Linked DNA regions of Sus scrofa: region 2 is linked to region 1. The links are chromatin contacts, called in public HiChIP or PLAC-seq maps. All regions are on one chromosome and are shown on one strand. Each heading gives the region's core, a stretch centred on a gene start, on an enhancer-like site or on the middle of the called end of the contact. The rest is flanking DNA. Distances are from core to core; before and after follow the strand shown. Region 1 holds the start of SLC31A2 (solute carrier family 31 member 2). Region 2 holds the start of FKBP15 (FK506-binding protein 15).

What was found. HiChIP or PLAC-seq counts read pairs in DNA pulled down with a chosen protein or histone mark.
Region 2: an H3K27ac HiChIP or PLAC-seq map of alveolar macrophages shows a contact between it and region 1. The contact joins the promoter of FKBP15 here to the promoter of SLC31A2 in region 1. A contact is called at or near these places in 1 of 5 promoter capture datasets (fetal skeletal muscle), 3 of 47 Hi-C or Micro-C datasets (liver and skeletal muscle) and 2 of 2 datasets of contacts at active chromatin or transcription factors (alveolar macrophages and skeletal muscle).

What each region holds. Positions count from the first base shown.
Region 1 is chr1:253,792,588-253,797,942 of Sscrofa11.1, reverse strand. It overlaps SLC31A2 (solute carrier family 31 member 2), which reads right to left and starts at 2,938. Exons shown (of 4, transcript NM_001244427.1): 1 at 2,822-2,938. The coding sequence starts at 2,827.
Region 2 is chr1:253,864,773-253,869,866 of Sscrofa11.1, reverse strand. FKBP15 (FK506-binding protein 15) reads left to right here and starts at 1,682. Exons shown (of 30, transcript XM_021067627.1): 1 at 1,682-1,886. The coding sequence starts at 1,834. It overlaps SLC31A1 (high-affinity copper uptake protein), which reads right to left and starts at 1,478. Exons shown (of 5, transcript NM_214100.3): 1 at 1,391-1,478.

The sequences.
Region 1 (5,355 bases), core at 1,689-4,188:
GACTGTTTAGTCCCTTGGTTTTCAACTTCTTTGCCAGAGAACACCAGCAAATAAAATCTTCCTTGTAACTCCATTGTGTAAAACACAGGGATCTGGGAGTTCCCTTGTGACCTAGCAGGTTAAGGATCCGGCATCGTCATTGCAATGGCCCAGGCCAGGAACTTCCACATGCCGTGGGTACAGGCAAAAAACCCCTCAGGGCTCTGGGTGAAGGGGGGAGAGAGGTCTGAGCTCTGCTAAAATTCCATGTGAAAGGAGTTCCCGTCAAGGCGCAGTGGTTAACGACTAGGAACCATAAGGTTGCGGGGTTCCTATCCCTAGCCATGCTCAGCTCAGTGGGTTAATGATCCAGCGTCGCTGTGAGCTGTGGTGTAGGTCACAGACGCAGCTCGGATCCCGCATTACTGTGGCTCTGGCGTAGGCTGGTGGCTACAGCTCTGATTAGACCCCTAGCCTGGGAACCTCCATATGCCTCAGGTGCGGGCCTAGAAAAGACAAAAAAATAAAATTCCATGTGAAAAACTCCAGTCCCTTTCTAACCCCTTATCATTTGCAGATAGGGAAAAGCAGTCCCAAGAGAAGGGATTTGTCCAAGACCTTATAAGAAGAAAAAGGAAACCTATGCAGTCTATGAAAAATCACAAGGAAGAACTCCAAAATAAAAATAGCTTTTTATCTCCCTAATATGAAAGTGCTACTTGCTCAATGTAAAAAGCTGAAATAGTACCCCAAAAGAGTAAAAATCACCTTGCATCCTACAACCAGAGATAACAGTGCTCAGACTTTTTTTTTTTTTGCCTTTGTTAGGGCCACTCTCACGGCATATGGAGGTTCCCAGGCTAGGGGTTTAATCAGAGCTGTGGCCACCAGCCTACACCAGAGCCACAGCAATGCAGGATCCGAGCCACATCTGCAACCTACACCACAGCTCACAGCAACACCAGAACCTTAACCCACTAAGCAAGGCCAGGGATCGAACCTGCATCCTCATGGATGCTAGTCAGATCCATTAACCTCTGAGCCACGACGGGAACTCCAAGATTTCAAAAAGAATATCTGTTGAGGTGGCAGAATGTTCACAGAAGATTGATATGCAGAAACGAACAGGTACAAATCATCCTGTGAAACTCCATTTATAATAGAATTGTGCTCATTCGATTTCAGAAGGCTGCGGCACCATCTCTGCAGGTGGAATAGCGGGAGGTGTGGTGCCTTTACTTCTTTGAGTTCACTTGATAAAGCAGTTGACATGATTAGAATGTCCCCTGTGGCTAATTAATCAGGAGGTTCCATAAATGTGTTCCTTCTAACATTCTGGGGCCTGGGCCAGCCACCTCAGGGGCCCCAAACCCAGTGGACCTGAACACCCAACAAAGCAGTACAATTTGTTCAATCAACAAACACTGTTGTGCTAGAGGTACAGGTGCTGGAGATAAATGAGATAAGTCCTTGGCCCCCAAGGTGCTAACGTCTGTTAGGGGAGAAGGAAATGAACAGTTATTTCAACAGGGTGTATGTATCCAATAAGACAGATGCACAAGGGAGCCCAGTGGTGGTACTGGGGACAAACACCTCTGGGAGACACCTAACCCCAACTGGGGAGGCAGGTGGCTAGGACATCTGCTGAAGGAGGAGAAGCAGCCAGAGAAAAACGGACAGTCCAGTATTTCCAAGCTGGACGTGTCCACACAGAGCGTCCAGCCCCCTGGGGAGTAAGAAACCTGAGAGGGACAAAGACTCACCTCTCTTGCCTTTTCACAGGAGAAAAAGATTCAAATCAGTACACCCAGACTTGGAGCTTCAGTTTTCAGCTAAAGATCCCGGCAGTCAGATATGCAAGGAGCAGGCCTTGCACCCTGTGTCGCTGCTTAGGATAAATCTGAACCTCCAGCAGCGGAGTTTAATCTGTGCCTCATTCAGGGCCCCACCCAGCTAGGGAGGGGCTGTGGTGAAGAAGAGGGCAATCAAGGGACTTGCTTTCTTCTTTCTCATTTGGGATTGCTTACCCTTTAAGAAAAGCACCCTCATTTATAAGCTAAAGAGCTTAGACGAAGATTAAGGTCCCTGTCAGGCTGTTGGCTCGTTGGGGAACTTTTCATATAAGCTCTTTCCATGCATTTCCCCTTTTAGAGAAACGGCAGGCGGTTGGTGTGGACGTTTGACTAAACGATCTACGTTGGCTTCCTGGTTCTTCAATTTTATGACATTTTTTTATGGGATGAAAAAAATCGCGTATATGACTTTTTTATTCAAAGACCAGAGTTTTGCAAACTGTCATTCCAGCCCAGGCGAACTCTATCAAGAAAACGCTTATCTGAAACACTCTAACCCAAGCGTTGGGAGGATGGAAAGTAGCTGACTCTGGGATTCCCCACCTGCCCCAAAAGAATCAGACCACGAACTTGCCAAGTCCGGGAACCCGCCCGGGAGTATGCGCCCGCCTTGGACACAGGCTGAAATGCTCCGGTGATTCCCTCATCGTGGGAGAATTCCTGGAATCTCCCCCAAGTCACTGCGCCCAGGGCGGGGGACTCCGGGACTTGTCCCCGAGTCCTCACCCACCGCCTCCCCACCCTCAGCCGAGCAAGGACTGCTCGTAGGCTGGACTGACTCCCAGCAGGAGGGACAAATAAGAAACCTCCAAAGTCGGGCCAGCTCTGCCTCCAGCGTCCCCCCCAGCCCTGTTCCCGCAGTTGACAAGGCTGCAACACACCCCCTGACGGCCCTCGGCCAGGGGCGGCGGGCACCTCGAGGTGCCCAGGGGCGGCTGCTCCCAGAACCCCGCCCCGGCGTCCACTCCTCTCGTCAGCGCGGGACTCACCGCCATGGTGAGCGCGCTGGTTCTGCGAGGCACCGGGACAGCGTCCGCTCGCTGGGGTCTCGAGCTCCGAGTCCGGCCCTTCGCCGAGGCGAACACTACCCAAGCCGTGTGGTCACGTGACGGGTCGAGGCGCGCACGGGCTCCTGGGAGTTGTGGTCCTCAGGGTGCGCCCCACTCCCCCCTGCCTCAGGCTCACCCACCACTCGTTGGACCTCCTGCCCGGCCCCAGAGCCCCAGCCGAGTGGGCCGACGGGCCAAAGCCACCAGCGTAGCGGTTTCCCTCCTGCTTTCTATTTGGTCCTTTCCTGTTTTGCACTTGACTTGTCTTAGCAATTATCATAAAAAGATTTATTGCTTGTTGTCGTAAACCGTGCGAAGCCTAACACATGTTGAGCTAAATATTGAAATACCATCCTGCGGACTGGATAGCAACAAATTAGAAGCAAATTACAGAAAGTATGCCCCAAGATTTTAATTGTAGCTCCCCCCCCCCTTTTTTGGTCTTTTCCAATCTAGGTGAAAAGCAATATACAACTGTAATCTTAATTTGTATTCCTTTGATTACTAGGGCTGTAAACTTTTTTATTATTGGTATTTCTATGTTTCTATATTGTCTGTCCATTTTGTCCATCTGGTTTAAGGGGGGTGAACTTAGGAGGGGATTTAAAATATAATTCAGTAATTCTTTGCCAGTCCTTCCATGTGGCAAGAGGCTCCTTAGACAAACCTGAACAGAGTCAGTACTAGTGGACCTAGAATCTGGCGTGTGATCTCAGTTCAAATCCTTAGCCAGCAAGTACTGGCCATGGGACCTCTGGCAAAGGACTTGACATTTCTGAGCCTTGGTTTCCTGGTCAATAAAATGGAAAGAATAATAGACTCTATGTCATAGAGGTATTGTAAGGCTTAATGAAGATTTGTGTGTTAAATTCTCAGCATAGAGCCTGACAGTGGGAGCGTGCTCAAAAAAAAATGGTAGCTCTTGTTATCATAAGCTGCAAATATTTCCATTCTATTGTAACCAAGCAGGACCCTATGGGGCCTTCCCAGGACAGATGCCTCCTCCCATGTCCTCTCCCTGCCTCTTTGTAGAAAAGCTATAGTCTCCCAGGCTTCCCCGGAGTCACAAAACCTGACTGGAGAAATAGTGATTGAAGGGGTGTAAACATGTAGTGATAAAAATAGCTGTTGGGGAGTTCCCTATGTGGGGCAGGGGAAAGAATCCAACTAGGAACCATGAGGTTGCAGTTTTGATCCCTGACCTCCATCAGTGGGTTAAGGATCTGGCGTTGCCATAAGTTGTGGTGTAGGTCACAGACACAGCTGTGGCTGTGGCATAAGCCAGCAGCTGTAGCTCTGATTAGATCCCTAGGCTGGGAACCTCCATGTGCTGCGGGTGCAGCCCTAACAGTAAAAAAAAAAAAAAAAAAAAAAAGCTGTTGGGCCAGGAGAAACTAAGAATTTAAACAGTCAGCCATGTGGCAGTCACAGAATCTTTAGTTCCTCCCTGAAATATGTGGATAACAGTATCTAATCCAAATTTCCCGAATTGTTTTATAGATGCTAAAACTGCACCCAATAAAAGTTAGCTAAGCTCCTAGATGACCATGAACATGCAGCCCGCAGACCTACTGTAGCCTGAGGATTAATAATGTTGACGCCACCCTGTTACCGTCAACAAATCTGAGCACTGAACAGGAGCTGATCACATACCCTGAAGCTCCCCTCTCTCACCTGACCTTTAAAAATGCTTCCCTGAAACCTATCAGGGAGTTTGGGTTTTTTGAGCCCCACCCCAGGCCAGTTCTTCTTCAGCTCTGCAATAAACCCTTCTCTGCGCCAAACTCCGACACTTTGATTTGTTTGACCTCACTGTGCATCAGACACACATTTTGTGTTTGATAACGCTGCGAGAGGAAGCCATTGCAAAGGCCAAACCCTTTGCTCTGGATCGCATAGTTTCTAAGAGCTTCAATCTGAAAGACAGTAGGAGTTGAAGAAAGTCAGGGATTGGGGCTGCCTCAGGGCAAATGCCCCACTGTGGCCCTCACTATGAGGAGGTCTGGGAGGGCCTGGCAGCTCTCAGGGATGCGCTAGGCCCCGTGGAGGAAGCAATGGGGAGAAGAGGTATTCTTGCAGAATCTGGGCCCCAAGAGCTTGGCAAATTGGGTGTAATTTTTCACCTGAGTCTCACCTGGGATGTCGGAGTAAGAAGATTTGACCTTCAAACAAGCAGACTCCCGGGCATTCCCCATCCCCCTACCCCCAAGGAAGGATTGTCAACACAGCTTTATTCATTTGACTGTTGTTGTTGGCTTTGATGCAATCTGATGACCTTCACACTTCTCACTTTCTCACTTCCTCGTGTGTGTGTGTGTGTGTGTGTGTGTGTGTGTGTGTGTGTTATGGTAATAACAGCCCTACAGTTCTTTTTTTTTTCCTTTTCTTTTTGGGGCTTCAATCTGTGGCATATGGAGGTTTCCAGTCTAGGGGCTGAATCAGAGCTCCAGCTGCCGGCCTACACCACAGCCACA
Region 2 (5,094 bases), core at 433-2,932, 73 kb before region 1:
ACTGAGCAAGGCCAGGGACCAAACCCATGTCCTCATGGATGCTAACAAAGAATGAGAACCCTTGGAGTTCCCATCGTGGCTCAGTGGTTAACGAATCCCACTAGGAACCATGAGGTTGAGGGTTTGATCCCTGGCCTCACTCAGTGGGTTAAGGATCCGGTGTTGCTCTGAGCTGTGGTGGAGGTCGCAGACATGGTTCGGATCCAGTGTTGCTGTGGCTCTGGCATAGGCCAGCAGCTACAGCTCTGATTAGACCCCTAGCCTGGGAATCTCCATATACCCTAGAAAAGAGCAAAAAAGAATTACTGAGAACCCATTATGGGCAATAAGGCAGTGCTCTGTGACACAGGAGTCACCAAGATGAATAAAGTAACCATCCTTGAGCTTACAATTTAGTAGAAGCACACAAAACTACAACAAAAGTAGAACCAGGAAAGTGCCAAGAGGTTATGAAGTCTCTGGGAGGGGAAGTCACTTCACCTCTATTTCATGCAACAGATTACTAAAACATTCAGGTAAGGCACACTTATACTACTCTCATTGAGAGAAGCCCTGAGGAGATCAATGGGTCCTACAAAGGGTTATTATCTGCTTATCCACACCTTAGCTAAGCCAGGCCTACCTGGAGATTGTTCCAGGAGTTACACTAGGTTAACATATATAAGAAATGGTTATGATATACAGAGAGGGTGGAAACTGGAGGCAGGGAACTGATGTTAAGTCTGTGGCAAGAAACTAAGCAAAACCCAGACCAAGGTTGTGGCTGAGGATCTTCAGATTTTGAAGTTTCCTCCTTTCCATCACCCATCTCCATTGTGTTCTAGCTCTCCTGCTAGGTCTACTCTAGGGAGAGGACTTCTCTCCAAAAGCATGCCACAGTGTAGCAATAAACACTCCGAACGCGAACCCAGTGCTTCAGCCCTGATAAGGTCTAGACACCAAGCATCTAGCCCCAGCCTGCCCTTTACTCTGTGTGACCTCGGAATAGTCCACTAGTCAGCCAAGGGCTTAGTTCCTCCCTTACCTTACCTATAAATTCTGGGATTATGAGACTGCGATTGAATTTGATGACCAATCCAGCCAACACACGGAAGCACTGGATAAACAATCCGTTGAATAAACAGCGAGGTCAGCCACAGGGTACTAAGCGGTAGGGGCAATCAGGTCCCCCATTTTACAGACGGGGAAACTGAGTCACAGAACACCCTGCCCCAAGGTCACTCCAGCTAAGTCACTCTTACGGGCCTGGCCGAAAGCTCTGGTTTTCAGATCCAGTCCCCAGGCCCTTTCGCGGAGCTGAGCAGAGTGGCGCGAAGGTCCTTGCCCTAGAGGGGGAAGGACTGTGTGCTCGTGCTGCCAAATGTTGCAAGAAGGGCGAAAAAGGCCTTACCTCCCCAGATCGAGTGCCGCCACCGACGCTTCCCTCTCAGAGCCTCGATCCGCTTCTCTGTCAAGACTCTTCAGAAGACCCCTGCACTTCTGACGGCTCGACGTGTACAAGACCTCCACTTAAGTGCCGATTCCCGCCCTTATCCCGCCCCTACCCCGCCTCTTGTCTCGCCGGCCAATTGCCGCACGGGATTTCGGAGCGTCCGCGGATCAAGCCGCCTCTGAGTGAGCGAGAAGCTTTACGTCACGCGGCGTGCCTCCCACGCCTGGTCCCCTCCTTTGCCTTTGCTCCACCTCCTCAATAACCTAATCTTGCTGGCAAGAGTAACCGAGAGTTCGTCCTGCCGGAAAGCAGCACGCCCCTGCGGCAATTTACGACGTCGGCGGTGAAAGGCCCTGGAAATTCGCCGACCTCCTCCCTACAGCGGGGCGAAAGCCAGCGAGATGTTCGGTGCGAGCGACGAAGACGACACCGACTTCCTCTCGCCTAGCGGCGGGTGAGTGACAAAAGCGTGGGACAGAGGGCGTGGCTGAGAGAGCCTGGCGCACGGTTGGAGGGGTCTCTCTCTTATCAGATCTCTTCCCAACTTCCGGGTCCAGACGCTTGCCGCATTTCGGTGCTCCACAGGTCTCAGTCCCGACGGAGCGCGAAACTGCTGAGTCTGTCCACCGGGATTCTGGACCTGGCATCTCCCTGAAGGCGACCGTCGGGTTCGCTTTTTCCTTTCGGGGTCACAGTTTCTCCCGTGAAGTGGGGGTGATTGTTAATGAAAATACCCGTCTCAGAGTTTTTATGCCTCACCTGAGGCCGATATGAGACTTTTTTTCCGTAGATAAGGCGGTGGCACTTCAAAATTGGAGCTGGCGGGTCAGCTTCAGCATTCTTCAAGACCTAGCTTGGATGTCAGCTTTTTGTTGCTTTCCCTTCCCCACGGTCCCACGTGTGTCTGCCTTCATCTTTGCACACCGAACCGACTAGAGTATGAGCCCTGATAGGACAAGGCCTGCTCACGTTGTCCATCTCTGTCCAGTGCTCAGCACAGCCCCTTTCACAGGGGGTGCTTATTGAGTGTATAAGAGGTGTGAAATTGCATTCTAAACCTTAAAACCAATGTAATAAACTGCAATTGCTGTTCTCTGTCCCCAGCCATTATATATACCAGGCTGGGGTACAGGTCTTCAAGTGGCAGGACTTTGTCTCTTCCAGTAATTACTTAAGCATTTTCTCCTTTCTTTCATGTCAGTAGACAGCTTGACTACTTTCAGACTTGTGAGCTGTCAAGTTCTGATCCTTGCAGAGCCTGTCTTTGAATATATCTAGCCAATTTAAGAAGGTATTGGAGAGTGATGAATGCACCAGTATATACTTCTTGTTCTACTAAACGCTTAGGGGTTAGGTTACAAGATGATTAAGCTGCTCTGCCTGCTCTCAGCTTCCTTCTGGTCCTGGGGGTATGTTCAATATATGGTTGGGAGTTCCCATTGTGGCTCAGCAGTAAGGAACCCGACTAGCATCCATGAGAACCCGGGTTCCATCTCTTTCCCGCTCAGTGGGTTAAGGATCTGGCATTGCTGTGAGCTGTGGATGTGGCTCAGGTCCCAGGTTGCTGTGACTGGTGTAGGCCGGCAGTTGCAGCTTCAACTGACCCCTAGCCTGGGAACTTCCATATGCTGCAGGGTGTGGGAAAAAGACAAAAAAAAAAAAAAAAAAAAAAAAAAAGATTAATCATGAAATGATTAATGGTCTCTTTTGGTCTTAATAAGGATATTTAGACTTATACTATGACCCCTCTACATTAGCCATCCTAAGTCCTCTTTTCATTCTCACCTTCCCGTTCCACCCCTACCCTCACTTAGGGTAGCCTACAGCCACTACAGTTCCATTTTGAGTTCTTTCAGTTGCTTGTTTATTTTGGAGTTAAGCAATGCTTTGGTTCCTTTTTTTCCCTACTCCACCCAAAAACATTGACTAAAATTGCCATGTAGTCCAGCCATTTGCTGTTGACTGTGTAGTCAGCCTTTGGAATTAGTGCTTTTTCATCCAAACCTGTCTTGTAAATGGCCTGCCTTTTGAATATTTACAAGATGCACTTTCAATGCATTCTCCACTAGGTGCAAGCATTTGAGGGCAGTCTGTAAATGAATGTTAGATCTCCCATCTTGCATGCAACAAGCAGTACATTGCTGACTGAAAATTCCTGCCTAGATAATGACAATCATGTGCTCTTCTCCAGCTTCCCGGCCTGAGATAAGTTCTTGGTGGCTCAGCTATGCTGCTTTCCTGTGCAGGCTGCTCAAGGAGCTAAGACACTAGTTCTAGGCATAAGTCTGTGCCTCTAAACACAGACAACAGCTACTTGAATGATAAAAGGCTTAGTAAACAAAGTTATTAAGGTAACTTATTTTTGATCCCAGTAATAACCAGAAAAACCAAATCAGGTTTGAGAATGCAGAAAGTTTCACCAACATTCGCTGATTCAGCTTTTCCTGCTTTTTTCACTAAGGAAGTAGAACATATGACAGTGAGCACTGCCGTTGCTTCTCAGTTCCTCTTGTACAACTCTAATGGACTGTAAATATTCTTGATTATTAATTTTTTTAAGTATCTTGACCAAAATATATGGCCTACTTGATTCCACTTAAGATAGTCAAGCCTAATAGAAGTGGGCGTATTAGTGCCTAGAATGACTGTATAGATGATTGATAATCTGTATTCCAAGTTTCTAGGCCTCTTAGAGTCCATAATTAAACTGTAAATAAAGAGTAGTCAGCAGATTCAGGAGGCTTGCTGTTTTTTTTGTTTTTTTTTTTTTAATTTTCCCACTGTGCAGCATGCTGTGTTTTTTTATTGTTTTTTGTCTTAGCCCTTTCTCTACCATTGAGTCTTTGAAATGAAGAAATGTGTAAGCGCCTATTAAATGTAGGACTTCAGCTAATACAGATCCTACCCCTAAGAAACTTCCAGTTTAGTAGTAGAATAAAATCACAACAGTAGTAATAAACACAAAGCATTTTTAAGGGGCCAGTTATGTGTATACTTGTGTTTTGGATTATATAAAAGATATATGTGGAGATATGATTAACATGGTAATGATAAATTACCCATGTAACTCTAGAAAAAAGAGAAATCTGGAACTGCTCATCAGAAAGCATCTTTATTTATTTTGCCTTTTCTAGAACCGCACCTGAGGCATATGGAGGTTCCAGTCCAATTGGAGCTGTAGCCACCAACCTACACCACAGCCACAGCAATGTGGGATCCGAGCTGCCTCTGCAACCTACAATACAGCTCAAGGCAACGCTGGATCCTTAACCCACTGAGCAAGGCCAGGGATCGAACCCGTGACCTCATGGTCCCTAGTTGGCTTCATTAACCACTGAGCCACAATGGGAACTCAAGAAAGCATTTTTAAGTTCTGTAAAAGGTATGGAAAAGCCTAGATTCTGATGTTGATTCTGCCCCCAGTTAGCAGTGTGATTTTGTGGACAAGTTGCTTCCCATCCTTGGCTCTCCATACCCCAGTCTATTTATTTATTTCCTTGCTTTTTAGGGCTGTACATGAGGCATATGGAGGTTCCCAGGCTAGGGGTCCAATCAGAGCTACAGCTGCCAGGCTACGCCACAGCCACGGCAATGCAGGATCTGAGCTGTGTCTGTGACCTACACCACAGCTCATGGCAACACCAGATCCTTAACCCACTGAG